2 separate regions of the Gasterosteus aculeatus genome follow, and region 2 is linked to region 1. Evidence: chromatin contacts called from public Hi-C data. All regions are on one chromosome and are shown on one strand. The core of a region is the stretch at or near the end of the contact, and the rest is flanking DNA. Distances in the headings are between cores, read along the strand shown. Region 1 overlaps fbrsl1 (fibrosin-like 1). Region 2 overlaps fbrsl1 (fibrosin-like 1).

Region 1 (6,600 bases), core at 1,756-4,255:
TGTGAGCAGAACCACAACCTATGTGCGTATTGTGCAAGCATGTTAAAACCACAATGGGTGCTGTGAGTTTGCTAAAAAAGCAGGTTATCTATATTTCGGGTTAAACCACAGCCCGACACAAACGGAAATATACACATCAGTTTGGTGTTTATAGCTTCTGACGACGTGCACTCATGAAACTCGATGAATAAGTCATGCATGAAAAATGGCCTCTGCTCAACCCCTTAATTAATAATCTTAATTGGCAACTTTCCCTACCAAATAAACTAATGGAACCAAGTGAAGAACGATATTAAAGGCAAATGCTTCCATAGAGGGCATGATGTGTAAATCATACGCTATGGCCTTCACATTGTACAGTCACCCATCTCAACCCAACTGTACACTTGGTCAGGAACCATTGGCTCTGGTCTGGAGCCTTGTGACGACGTGACACCTTGCTAAGACACTCTCTTTTTAATTACTTTGGGCAAAACAGCTAAACATAAGCGATGTAAAACAATGGACAAGTACATGATGTGTCTGACAATAAAACGTCTGGCCCAAACATGAAACCGAGACAAGAAACATTATGCAACCATTGGGTTTAGTTTGTTCTCCTGGGGCCGTCTTGGCTCCCAGTAACCCTACGCTGGCATTCGCCCCACTCCCCTGAGGATGGGCCAGTAGCATAGAGCTACCAGGTGATAGCGTATCTGTTTCAGACCTCCGTAGAACTCCCCGGACGTGGTCCCGGTGACGCACTTGGCCTCGCGGGTAGCCCTCGTATCGGCTTGCATCTAGCAGTTCACCTCCGAACAACGAGACCCGCATCAACCTCAACTGATTCAATTGAGAATAAATTGCAAACAGTTCATTGGCTTTTGGCTGGCGCTGGCGGAGTAGACGACAGCGACGTGTGGAGCCGGGGAGTATCAGTTGACCCAGACTAATTATGCGTAAGGCCTTGTTTTGATGGCTGCAGCTCGGGTTAGGTCAGGCAGGAGCAGTTAAGGGGGAAACAAAAACATTTCCTACTAAAACGGAGACGACACCACAAGGTATCAGCGGGGAACTATGAAAGGAAATGTGATGCCGCAAAAGGAATGTTTTTTTTAGCTCTCCCCTTGGGCCATTGTAAGTCGATAGCAGCGTGACAGCTACACATTCCCAACGGGAGGCTGTGTTTGATGCTATGGAGGATGTGCTAAGAGAAGGGCGCTTATTCATGGCTGACAGGCCAATGGTGCACCTCTTTAACTATTAGTACACCCTCTGTCCTCACAACCATAGGCAGGCTCTCCCTTGAAATTTGTAATTACAGTAATTGTGATTTCGGCAAATGGGCCTCCACTCCGCTCTTCAACGGTGAAAACACAGGTTGCGTTATTCATGAGGAGTCCACTGAAAGCATCTGTCGGCAGCGCTTTAATTTACCAGCTCTTGGATAGCGGACATTTAAAATGTCCAAATTTCCTGCAAAAGTATTCTGAAAATGACTTTTTACATGGCGCATAAACTCAGTGACTCCTGCAAGGAAAACTGATCAACTGCTTTCTGACCTGTATTTAGAGTCAAAATGAACCACAGAAATGTGTACAAACATGTACGCACGCATGCATGCATGCACGCACACAGACACGCACACGCGAGAAGCACTTATGAGCAAGCACAGTAGCGTGGCAATTAGTGGCGAGAGATGAAGAATGCTGGATCAGTTACAGTTATTGAATGTTAATTACAGCGCTTGACGGCGTTGAGGAGATAACGAGTTAGCGCCTGGTGACAGCAGCGACACGTCCTTTAACGAGAGCTGTGGAAATGTAGGAAACTTGAGATCAGGGACAATGAGGCGTTACTGGCTTGTCAGACGCTCTCCTTCTCAACGTTCCTTTGTCCTAATGAAGGCAGACACTTGGTTCTTCTCTCGTTTCCGAGGATGTTAGCCTGCGATGATTATTGGTTATGGAAGGAAGGTAAAAATCAGCCTATTGGGACTGTACCCTCGTCCACCTTATCGTCCCACGCCAATGATGGCATTCACCATACGCTCTAACTAGAGGCAAGAAGAAAAAGAAGAAGCAGAAAATATGTGGAGGCATAAGTGCCAAAGATAAACATGGGGTCAAATTACAGATAATTCCCTGTCTGGTGCGGGAACACAGCCAGTAGCCATACAAATGTGAGTGACCAATAATTCCCGTCTATCTAAATAGCGAGGGATCAAGAGCTTGGTAAAATCCGAGGGGTTAATATGGTCATGTCGCGAAGCCCGGTTTGGAATTTAGGTTAATGGAATCATTGATAGGGCTCAGCTCTAATGCCAGCGACGCTTAAGAAGATCCATGCCCTATGATTTAGACAAATCCTGGGACATTCTTCAAAGTTTTCCCCACTGACCCTGGGAAGAGTTTTTGAAACAGACACACAGGCAAGTCTGAGGATTTCTCTGAGTCTACACAGCCTCTGCTAACCAGAATCCCCCAGGCTGTATCAACAGCCTGAATGGGATTTATAGAATATTACATCAGTTACACTGGGGCAAACGTGGGCCCCAATGGAAATATTAGGCATAATAAACACATAGAGAGAGCCTGTTCTCCTTTCCCCTTGTAAATCACTCTAAAAAATGTGAGCAGGAACGTTAAATAAACTATGGGCTTCATGTCTAGGACCTGGCAAAACAACTTCACTGTGCTTCGCTCTGAACAAGTGATTCATATCGGTAAGTATCTTGACTTACCTCTCATGTAGCCGTGTTACAAATTGTGCTGTGATAAGAACGCTTGTGGGGATGAAAATGGACTCATAATTACCCGCGCAAAGCTGCTGACCTGCTCCCAATACTTGTGGTGGGAAAACAGTCACTTATGTGGGCCGCAGCCTCCACAAAGAGAGCAAGAGAAGCTCTTTTTAAACCGCAGGAGACGCGGCGCCTGGGACGGTGTTCCCATGTCAATAAAAACAGGTGTTAACCAGCTTAGCTAAGATGTTAAGAGCTTGGATAATCCTAGCCTAGATCCAAGAGGGAGCCGGGTCTGGAATACTAATGCTGGGGAAGCTCCGGTAAAGCGTTGGAGAGGTGGCACTGCTGCTACAGGCTGTGGAAATCTAATTTGCATCTGCTGGATAATATCAAGGCCCGAAGAATAAACAACGTCCACGTATAGAGAGCACCTTGTGTATGATTGAAATGACTCATGATATAAGTAACATTTCATTAAGTCACATTCTGAATGGGTTCATCATTCAGCCACTGCAGAGCTCAGAATGCGTTTTTTATTTTTTTTTATTTGGGAAGAAGACAAATAGCTTTGTCTCTACAGGTTTATTCCTTCCTCTCTACATGTTTAAAACAGCTGGTAGTTTCACCCCAGCAGCTCCAGTCCAATCAATGCCACAAAAGGCAGGAACAGTAAAAGCAGCAGACTTTGACAGGGAAACCAGTGCCCCCTTCAGGCGAGGAGAGTGACAGGGGGGGAAACACTACAAAGCTCACGCCACCTGTAAGCAAAGTTCCAGCATGTGGTAAATATACACAGGAAAATTGTCAGAGTTTATATGAATTCTATAAATGTGTCCACACACATGAACAGGTAAGTGGGTGTAGGAATGATACGACTACTACAAACGCGACGTTCCACAGGCTGCTCCACACATAATCTGTTGTGGACAACAAGACTTTCTTGGAAAGTTCTCAATGATTTAAGAGATCTGCTTACTTTTCTGTCGGCATCCAAGAAAGTGTCTTTGTTTGTAACGTTGCACACTGAGGGGCAAAAGGAGAGATCAAAGTACTGAAAGAGTAAATGTGCTCATTTTCCGCTGAACCTATCTCCACCCAAACAGGAAGCACCTGAAGCAAATGTGTAATCACACCTTAAAACACACAAAAGAGCCACTTCACAGGGTAGAGCGTGGCCCCGAGAAGAATCTCACCTCGCAAAACAGAACTCCTCCACAGTGAGCCAACACGCCTCATCTCTTACCCGAATCCACTCCCATGTTGTGACAAAATGAAAATAAATCGACGCAACGCAAATCAACTCATCACCTGTTTCACTTAATCGACTTTGAGTGTACCACTTGGCCGGCTCCATCCATTCATGGAGTCTCTTACATGCCACCCCGTAATCAGATCAGCATCTGGTGTCAGGGTGGCTGGCGGTTCGGGGTGATCTCGCCGGTAAACACCACCTGCCAGTTCTCACTCTGCTTCACTCTCTGTGTGACATTAGCACAAGCGTGAAATGGGATTTTGCGTCGAAGCAAACCTCCGCGCCGAGCGCATCCGAGTCTGCCCACCTGGCAAGCAGGCGCGACTAATCTACGGTCACATAAGTCGGGGGGGGGGGTTGTCATGCGTAAGACACCGGGCAGACAGCGTTCGTTTGATTTCATCCTGCCGGATGTAACGGCTATAAGTGTGTCATGTAAAGTCTGTTATTTCACAACACTTCAATTACTTGTTATGTTTGTTTCTCTTTATGTTTGATTAGGTTTGGTTATTTTGTGACTTTTACCTCTTCTATCTTTCAACAACATGTTTTGTATCATCTTACAATTCTATTGTGACCTCTTTTTGGCACAATAACAAACAATAAGGCAGCTAATATGCTGGTGACATATTGCATATAGAGGCGTAACACGAGGCCATACGACAGTAATAAGAACAACAGTTTTCTGTTTTGGATAACGGTACGAAGGAAAGGAGTGCAACACTAATATACCTAAATGTCTCCTGCTGTCTCTCTTTAAACGACAATGGTCATTCTCAGATTCCCCCCTTCTGACCAATTTAGTGGATGTGCCACAGAGCTCTAAAAAAACCTGCGTTAATCACACACATTCAGCTATTGAGGCAAAGCCATAAAGCGCTGCACAATCCATGAAGATCAATCATAAGCCAATTTATGCTTGCTGGTCAGGTTTGGTTTGTATAATGGTGCTTAACTGCATCTAAATGATGGCATATAATGCAATCAGATTTCCATTGACAGAGCACCCCGACACACAGTCACTGCTGAGCGCTCTAAACCGGCTTCATAGCCGGGAAACCTACGCGCTCCGTAACGTGGACCTGCAGACGCCTCACCTTTACAACGCCGGGGTCTTTCCTTTTCATGAATGTCAACAAAGCAGTTAGCAGGGAGGAAATGAGAAAAAGAGAGAGAGAGGAGAGAGGAGAAGAGAGTGTGTGTGTGGGGGGGCAGGGGGGAAACACAATTATAAAAGCTTCATTTCTTCAGAGAACCATAAAGTCTCGTCCCAGTAGGGCGGCTGAGCACAAATCAATTTCTTTCAGTCGATTACAAGCACCGAGGTTCTAACCTTCATTTGTGAGTCTAATACTCCAACAGTTATGTAGAACACATACCAATTAAGCAATTCTGCTGGAATAAGAGGGCCGTGAACTGACGCGATTATGGAGGCCGGGCCCCCGGGGAGGCCGGGTTATCGGCTCAGGAGCAGGGAAGGAGATGGGAGCAGGGTGGGAAGGGACGGGGGAGAGAGATGGCCAAGGGAGAGGGGACACGGACGCCAAAGGAGGAAAAAAAACTAATTTATTAAGTCTAATACCCTGTGAAATGTTCCCATGGTAATAAGAGAGAGATTGCGTTAATATCAGGGAGCCGTGCAGGAAAAGGTCACTCGATATGTGTCCCGCCCACCAGGGTCGCGATGATGGGAGCTGCTCAAACACATCTGATAATGTTCTCAGCGTCGTCGCCATGCGCCAGAGGTCAGACGATGGGATCTTGGGAAAAGATGCCATTTGAGGAAATTGCACTGATGTACCGCGGTGCTATGACACAATTCTCACTGCCGGCTTTTCGTGCCCCGCGGCTGTACGACGCGTGAATGCGAGAAGCATGATGACACCCAGTCAAAGATTATGCGGCATAAATGTATGACTGTGAAGCGTTATTCTTTTCACTTAGTTTTGATCTTGCAATAATTTATTTACACTTTGACATGGCTACACAGGAAACGCAGGCAGCATTATCGTTTTTCAAATTTTCAATATCGGTTTGCAAACGGGCTCATGACGGGAAACACATTAGAGGCGCTCTCAATCTTTCTATTGTCGCAAACTAAATCTGATGCCATTTTCTCCTGGATTTGAGGAGCATGGATGCACTCCTGCAGATGTGTGTGGATCAACACATTGTCATTCACTGCTGAGGTACCTTAACCACCGCCCTCCCTGCCAGAAGACTTATGGTAATTGATAGCATGTGATAGGATGCAGCCCATAAACCCATGTGAGGTATGTGTTTCCATGGTAACCCTTCTCTCTCTTCACTAGCCCTATGCACCTTGGTGCCCCCCCCCCGTCCCCCCACGTATCGTAGGCGCTGTCTATTTGGATGCCGGTGGTAGAAATGAGATGCAGATGTGCGGCAAAGCGGAGACACAGATGTTTCCTCATTGCCTTTTAATGTCAAACTCCCTCAGCGGCTGGTGAGAAACACTCCCTCTTACAATGGTAATTGGACAAGCTGAATAATAAACAAAACCAAAACACACCAATGTTTATAAGGAGCGTTTTAACACTTCGGGAATGATCATACTTTATGTCTATTATTAGCACACAGACACAAGCGGCTTCTGCTAACT
Region 2 (6,600 bases), core at 1,948-4,447, 70 kb before region 1:
AGTCTACAAGTCGGAGCCTGCAACACTGCTTCATGACAAGACAGAAACATGGATGCTAATATGCTGCAACTGTAAAGGCACGTAAGCTCTGAAATACTCAACACATAGTACAGGACTTCATATGGCCAGATGATATTTGAGTTTAATGTAGGATCTCGTAGGATCTGAGGCATTCTTGTAATAGGTGGATGTCCTTGTCCAATCAAAAGCGTTTCACAGCCTTTCTGTTCCTGGCAATGGTTTTCCCATCTTTACAAGCCTGTGTGAAGGGCTTCCCAAAATGTCCAATCCATTACAAGCATGTTTATAATATCCATCTCGGCTGACAACTGTCCCCTTGCCAGCGATTGTACATTATCCAAGCTTCGTGTTTGGCCACAATCGCCTACCATCTGGCCTCGTCAATGAGCGCTACCGCGTCATCTGCAGACAACATTGGCTCTGTACCGCTCAACACAGATGAGCTTAAAACGCGCATAGCGGGGAACTGGGATCTTCAAACAAATGCAGGGTGGGGGGAAAGCCCACTCTCTCTGGCAGAGAGGCTGGAGCTTGGAATAAAGGATTAAAAACAAGAAAACCTTCAAGTGATCACAGGCGACACAATTTACATTTCAGGCCTGACAGTAGTGATAAGACGCTGGTCGTGTATTATTCCAAGTAAACAATAAGGATGTCTTCCACACTGCAGCCGGCTGCATTGGAGGAAGATTAAGATTAGACAGAAGATGTGATGAGAGCTACAGCTCTCCAGAGTTACCCTTTCTAAATTCTTCCCTTTATCCTCTCTAAATGAGAAGAAAAAAAAAAAGCCAATGGTGATCCCCAAATAAGATGCGAGTCAACCGGGGTTTTACAAGTGGGTTAACTGGGAGGCTGCAGCTTATCTGCTAAAAAGCTTTTTATAGTCAGGCAGCATCGGACTTCCTCACTCGCCGGGGAAGCATCAGCTAAGACGAGGTTTATAGTGAAGCAGTTGGTGAACTAGACCACAGTAGCAACTAAGAAGGGTTGGATTCATCACACAGCTTCGCTGTCAATGGGAAACATTGATTTGTCAAATCAGGATTTCTCTGTGACGCTTTGCTCACTGTGCACAGCCCGAAAGATCTCAATGACGGTGATGGTGTGAACTGTTGAGAATATTGAGAATCTCTCGTAGCGGCTGTTTTTTTAGCAGTTCATGGCTGCACAAATAAAAATGTCAACGAAGTTATACCTCTGGGTAAAAGCCACATAACCTCACTTGTGCTTTTTTAAATCCCGTTGTACAAGGCTGCTGATGGTGTCAGGATGGCGGTAACCTGGTATTTCACCATTTAACCCGAACTGAAGAGACAGCACTGAGAACCCAAAAGGAGACATTGGACTCTGTTGGATGTAGATGGCTTTGAGTACTGCTCGGTATTGAAGTTCACTTGGATCGTGTACCCCGTAAAGCTCTCTGTATAAACACCAACCTGTTCTTAACAGTAAGATAACATGCACAACTCAAAGAGTCAATATACACTGGAGCTGTATAGTGAAGCCGAGGCCAAAGTGCTGGTCGTGCCCCTGACAACTTATCCGAAAACTCCCTTGTGGCCTGTAGCGATTCTGTAACTGCTCCCTCTGCACAGCTAAAGCTGAATCCATATCCAGTCAATGAACACAGTCACACAATGAAGCCTAATCACAGAGCTCTCAGTGGGACCCCCGTTTCCTGTCACAATAGCTGACTACCACCCAAGGGCTCGCTGACACAAATGACAGGCGCCGATAGGAGTGACTGGCAGGTGTCAAGCGTTCTGACATGTAATACATTAACTATCTTTCAGAGCTGATTTCATGATTGAAGCTCGATCAGCAATGAACCAATATTCTAAACAGGGGCTAAGTTATTATTTCATGCACACCAGGGTCTCCGCACAGAGCAGTTGCTTTCCTAATGGATATAATAGTGCTCTACAGGGGCCAATGAGAGCGCCCTGGGATAGCATGACATATCCGCACTGATTTTACAAGCTTGCTAATTGCCATGCATAGAAAATCAGGAGTGTCTTCGAAAACAAGCAAGGCTTGTAAGAGCCCGTGCAGTTTGACATCACATCCTGAAGCATATAAAAACCAAACAATTCCCTTCAGCCTTTCAAGGTGCCAGGCCATAGAGGGATTGTGGGTAATGTGGCTCGCTCCCTGACTGCCTGCCACTTTGAGCTACATAAATAGTACATGACGTTGTAATCGTAATTTAAAACGCTATAAATATTGAAGAATTAAAATAATTTATGGAACACTGCGGTGCAAATGGATGTGTGTGAGTGCATGTGTGTGTGGGAGTGTTTTGTCTCCTTTCACTCCTCTCTTGCAGGGTATAGTGAAACGCTGGGCAGCGGCGGTGCAAGCTGGGAATTCTGTAATTGCTTTTTCTGTCCCTGAAGCAGGTCTTCCTGCTTTAAATCAAAAAAGGCAATCTCTGTCAGTAATGGCTCAATTAATAATTAAACACCTGTTGTCTCTCCGCCAGGCTTCCCCTATTTATTTTCATCTTTCTGACAGGGATGGCTTCACAAACAGCTTGAGCACTATCTATAAAGGGGACATTGATATCGGCCCCTTTTCTTCAAAAAACGAATCAGCCAGCTCATAAACTGTCTGTGAGAAGTAATAACGCAGAGATTAATAAAGAAACAAGCCATATTCTTTCTTCTTCTTCTTTTTTCCCTCCAGTATTTTCTATCCAACCTGAGAGTGTTATCCGCTCTATTTATTCTGCTTGGAGTTTGTACCGTTACCGAATATTTAAATGAAATGAGGAGAACACACAAACTACCGTTGAAGCTCAGTAACAAGTGAAATGGCGCTGCAGGCAAAAGGGATGGTTTATTTGATGTCTTGCAAGCTGCCTGGATTTTTGTCAAAGAAATTCCACTGCCTACTTTCAATGGGAGCGTTTGCTAATCTGGCTTTGGGAAGTCCTTCCTGTCCTTGTGTTTTTACAACAACATGTCTGCAATGCAGTCATCCAGCCAGCCAGCAACACTCTTCATCCACCTCCACTCAATCCTGATTCAACAGTGGCGAAAAGCTGATTAGTTGGTCAGAGGGTCAACCCCCCATTCATTATTTAATGGGTGACAGGCTGCACACAGTCGGGCCGCCTGCCGAGGTTAGTGATACATTACAGTGACCTGGCCAGAGGAGAGCTGCCCAGTCGAATACAAACATGCTCTATCAACGACTTCACTGTGGCTGATATGCCCCCCAATCCCCTCTGCGCCTGACCTTGCCGCTCCTTTTCAAAATCACCAGCCTCCCTCCCCTTCTCCGGCATTCAGAGTCCAGCAGGTGGGACTGTGTTTCATTTTACTGGAAGCATGTACAGTAGGGGCAGGCCCGTAGCCATGGCTGGCCCAGGTAACTGAGAGGAGGAGGACGAGGAGGAGGAGGCCATTGCTATTTTATTGACGTGCAGCAAACAGCAGTGGTGGAACAAAGGCCACTCAGCACCTATTGAGAGAGCAGCCTGCACCCACAGTGGTTGATTAGTGATTCGACACGGGGACACTGGACTGTGTAGCACATAATGAGAGCTTAGGGAGCATGCCATGAGCTGATGGGGGAGGGAGGAATGACAGAGGTGGGTCTCGGATTGAAGAGGGAAGAGGGGAGAGGGGAGAGGGGAGAGGGGAGAGGGGAGAGGGGAGAGGGGAGAGGGGAGAGGCGGGCTTCAACCATAAGGAATTGATTTCCTACAATAGAAGATTGATATATGAGAAAAAGGGCTCAAAAGAAGAAAAAAGACAAGGGTATGGCCAGAACCTAAATCCTTAAGCTACAGCATTGCTAATGTGTTTATATATAAACAGTTAGAGGATAAGCCCTAAATCCACTGGCAAGCTAAATGGTTTATGCATCTTTTTTGTTTGTTTACTCCTGCGTCAATTAGGCAAATTGGTCCAACATCCCTGACGAGCGAGAGATCTAAAGTGAGTGGATTTTTATTCATGTCCAAAAGCTTCTATCTCCCTGAACACCACACTAACTTCGTCTTCACCTTTCATGTGGCCTCAGAGAGATGTTAACAGAGTCAGATGTGGATGCTGTTAGTTGTGTGTGTGCCCTTTCTTCCCCCCCTCTTCTTCGTCTGCACGCTCTCCTTCTTTTGTTCCTCTGGTCTAATCCAGTATGTGTGGGCCGGTAAGTTTAATGGAAACAATTTATTAAGTCCGGCTTAAAATGCCATCTGCAGCTAAGCCTCGCAAAGCCGCTAAGCTCCTGGTTTCGCCCCGGAGCTTGCTGTGTTCACGCTTACTGTAATGCTCTGTTTAAAATGAGCACAACGGGTCAAAATTAATCAGGATTACAAGGGCACAAATCCACTTCAGAAATGGGTTTTCTACCAATCTTGCTCTTGCTATCCCAAGATGCCCCAGGTTTGTCTGATGGACCGCACAGGCTCACCCGCTCACTACAGCAGGTAGCAGCTCGCTAGGAGAGCAGCACGAGGGCTCGAGGGGGCAGGAAACCCGCAGACACAGCATTCAACATGGTCACTGAAGATGGCAAAGTGTCCTTCTCAGATATTTCTAGCTGCTGACAGCTGGGTGATAACTCCCCACCACTTCCATAAGCTTTGCATTGTGAGATGTTATATATACGGCCTTCCAGCGAGGTGTTTATCTGGGCTCTGTGGAGGTGCCCTATGCATCCTCAGCAGCTACATTTAGCTTCTCAGTCGCCTTCAAGCAAGTGAAAACGCTCCACTCTGAGCTGCATCTGAGTGGAGCATAGGTCTTCAGAGCGCTTTACTTAAACATGCCATCCTCCAGGAAATCAATAACCTGCAGGAGGTTTAAGACTGGAAACAAACAAACAATAACAAATAACTGTTGCGTAATACTCGCCCTTTGCTGTACCTTCCTCCCTCACCAGCACAGACAGACCTTCAGCAGAACTAGTCGTCGCTCTTGGGTAACAAGAGCCAACGAGAGCCGCACAGTGCAGTGTGTTATTACAGATACGATTAGCTTGTTTTATCAGTCCTGTAAGCTTGCGATGTGGAGTCGACCAAGCGCAAATATGAGAGAGAGACGGCAACGGTGTCTGGGTTTTGGCCAAAACCATGTTCTGTGTGAATAATTACAGCACTCTGCCGTCGCTGATTACTATGTTGGTCTTTCCTCTCCTCTATTAACCCTGGACCGTTTCATTAACATGACAGACTGTGGGCAATTTGGGCCTAACATCAAGCGTTTGTAGTCGTAACTGCTCACAGAAATAAAGTTCAGAAAGGGCCACTGTGTTGAAAGGCAAGGAGGAGTTAGCTGAAATAACACTCATTACCTAGAGAAATGTACAAGCCAAACATCATCACAGCATTATATATTTATGTGCGCCATGATGTTTGTGTGTGTGTGTGTGCATCTGTGAGTGTCTCCAAGCCAACAGCACGACAGGCCTGGTGATCAGAGGAAAGCTGGCTTTTCATTGGTCCCACAGGACCGTGAGCGAGACCGGTAATGGGACACATACGCTGCATTCTAAACCAGAGGAAAACAGCCTGTGGGCTGCTTTGTATTATACACACACACACACACACACACACACACACACACGAAACAGTTTAGGCCAAAAACAAACACTGTCCTCAAATCCATTACAGCTCAAAACAACATTGGAATGGAAGAAAAGAGCCGGCTCGGGGCAGCTCCGCCATTGTAGCGTGATAACATAGTCACCAAATCACTTCATCAAACTGTTTATTTCTCTTCTGCCTCACCCTTTCTCACCCCTAATTCTAAGCTGGTGCCCTTCTTACACATTACCCAAACAGGATCTGGATGATCTGTGTGACAATCAGGAGAGACTCCTGAGAGACTGATTGGATTGTCTGGATGTAATTCCAAAGTCCTAATCCTCAGCCTTGTGTGCACATTAGCAAGATCCTCAGAGCCCTTGGTCTGCCAGCTGACATGGACGGGGTATTTGAGTGTGTATGTACTAGCAGTTCTTCACAGCAGAGTTCACATGCAGCCATGTTCTGTATGGACATGCAGGGAAAATAGGCATCCTGACAGCAGCAGCAGCCCACCTGCTTGATGGAGAATAGAAAGGGGGTTTGGATACGGCCTAGTTATCTTCTAAACCATGCGAGTCTGGAAGTCATTGTGAACACCGGTTTCACGAGGCTGACGCTGGTCACAGGTCATCTCCATCACACAGCCGCCAAGCCTGGTTTCCTCCTCCTTGTCCGCCATGCTGTTCCACTTAGCAGTCTGAACCGTTGTGCTAAACCAAGCAACCCCGTCATATTCCATTTAGAGAAAATGTCGCTTTCACAGTGGATGTTGTCATGTGATGGTGGATTCAATTGTTGTTACCAAAAGGCAGGAGGTACATTTAGACTGATGCCCCTCCTTTGCTGCTAACAAGTACCTTTATTCCGGTGCTAATAATATATAAAAAGTGCTACCATACTCTCTGAAGATGTTCAACAGATTTTTTAAAGATTTTTTTTGTCCAGTCTGTCCAGCAGAAATCCCTCCCTCCCAAACTCTCCTCATATAACCTCAGTAAACACTGCTCTGCCCTTCCATCTCCTTCGCCCTCAGCCTGTGT

The links. A called contact is a pair of places that touch in the nucleus more often than the background predicts.
Region 2: a contact with region 1 is called in a Hi-C map of whole body, with 2.7 times the contacts expected there. The contact joins two enhancer-like sites. A contact is called at or near these places in 4 of 6 Hi-C or Micro-C datasets (skeletal muscle, tail fin and whole body).

Annotation. Positions count from the first base shown.
Region 1 is chr13:17,096,531-17,103,130 of fGasAcu3.hap1.1, reverse strand. The region is part of intron 4 of fbrsl1 (fibrosin-like 1); the gene reads right to left. Among protein-coding and RNA genes, the nearest start is that of LOC144386400, 24 kb to the right of the region's middle. Within about 2 kb of position 3,005, at least 1 of the 9 cell types and tissues checked has open chromatin away from gene starts, as enhancers often do.
Region 2 is chr13:17,167,043-17,173,642 of fGasAcu3.hap1.1, reverse strand. The region is part of intron 6 of fbrsl1 (fibrosin-like 1); the gene reads right to left. Among protein-coding and RNA genes, the nearest start is that of chfr, 36 kb to the left of the region's middle. Within about 2 kb of position 3,197, at least 2 of the 9 cell types and tissues checked have open chromatin away from gene starts, as enhancers often do.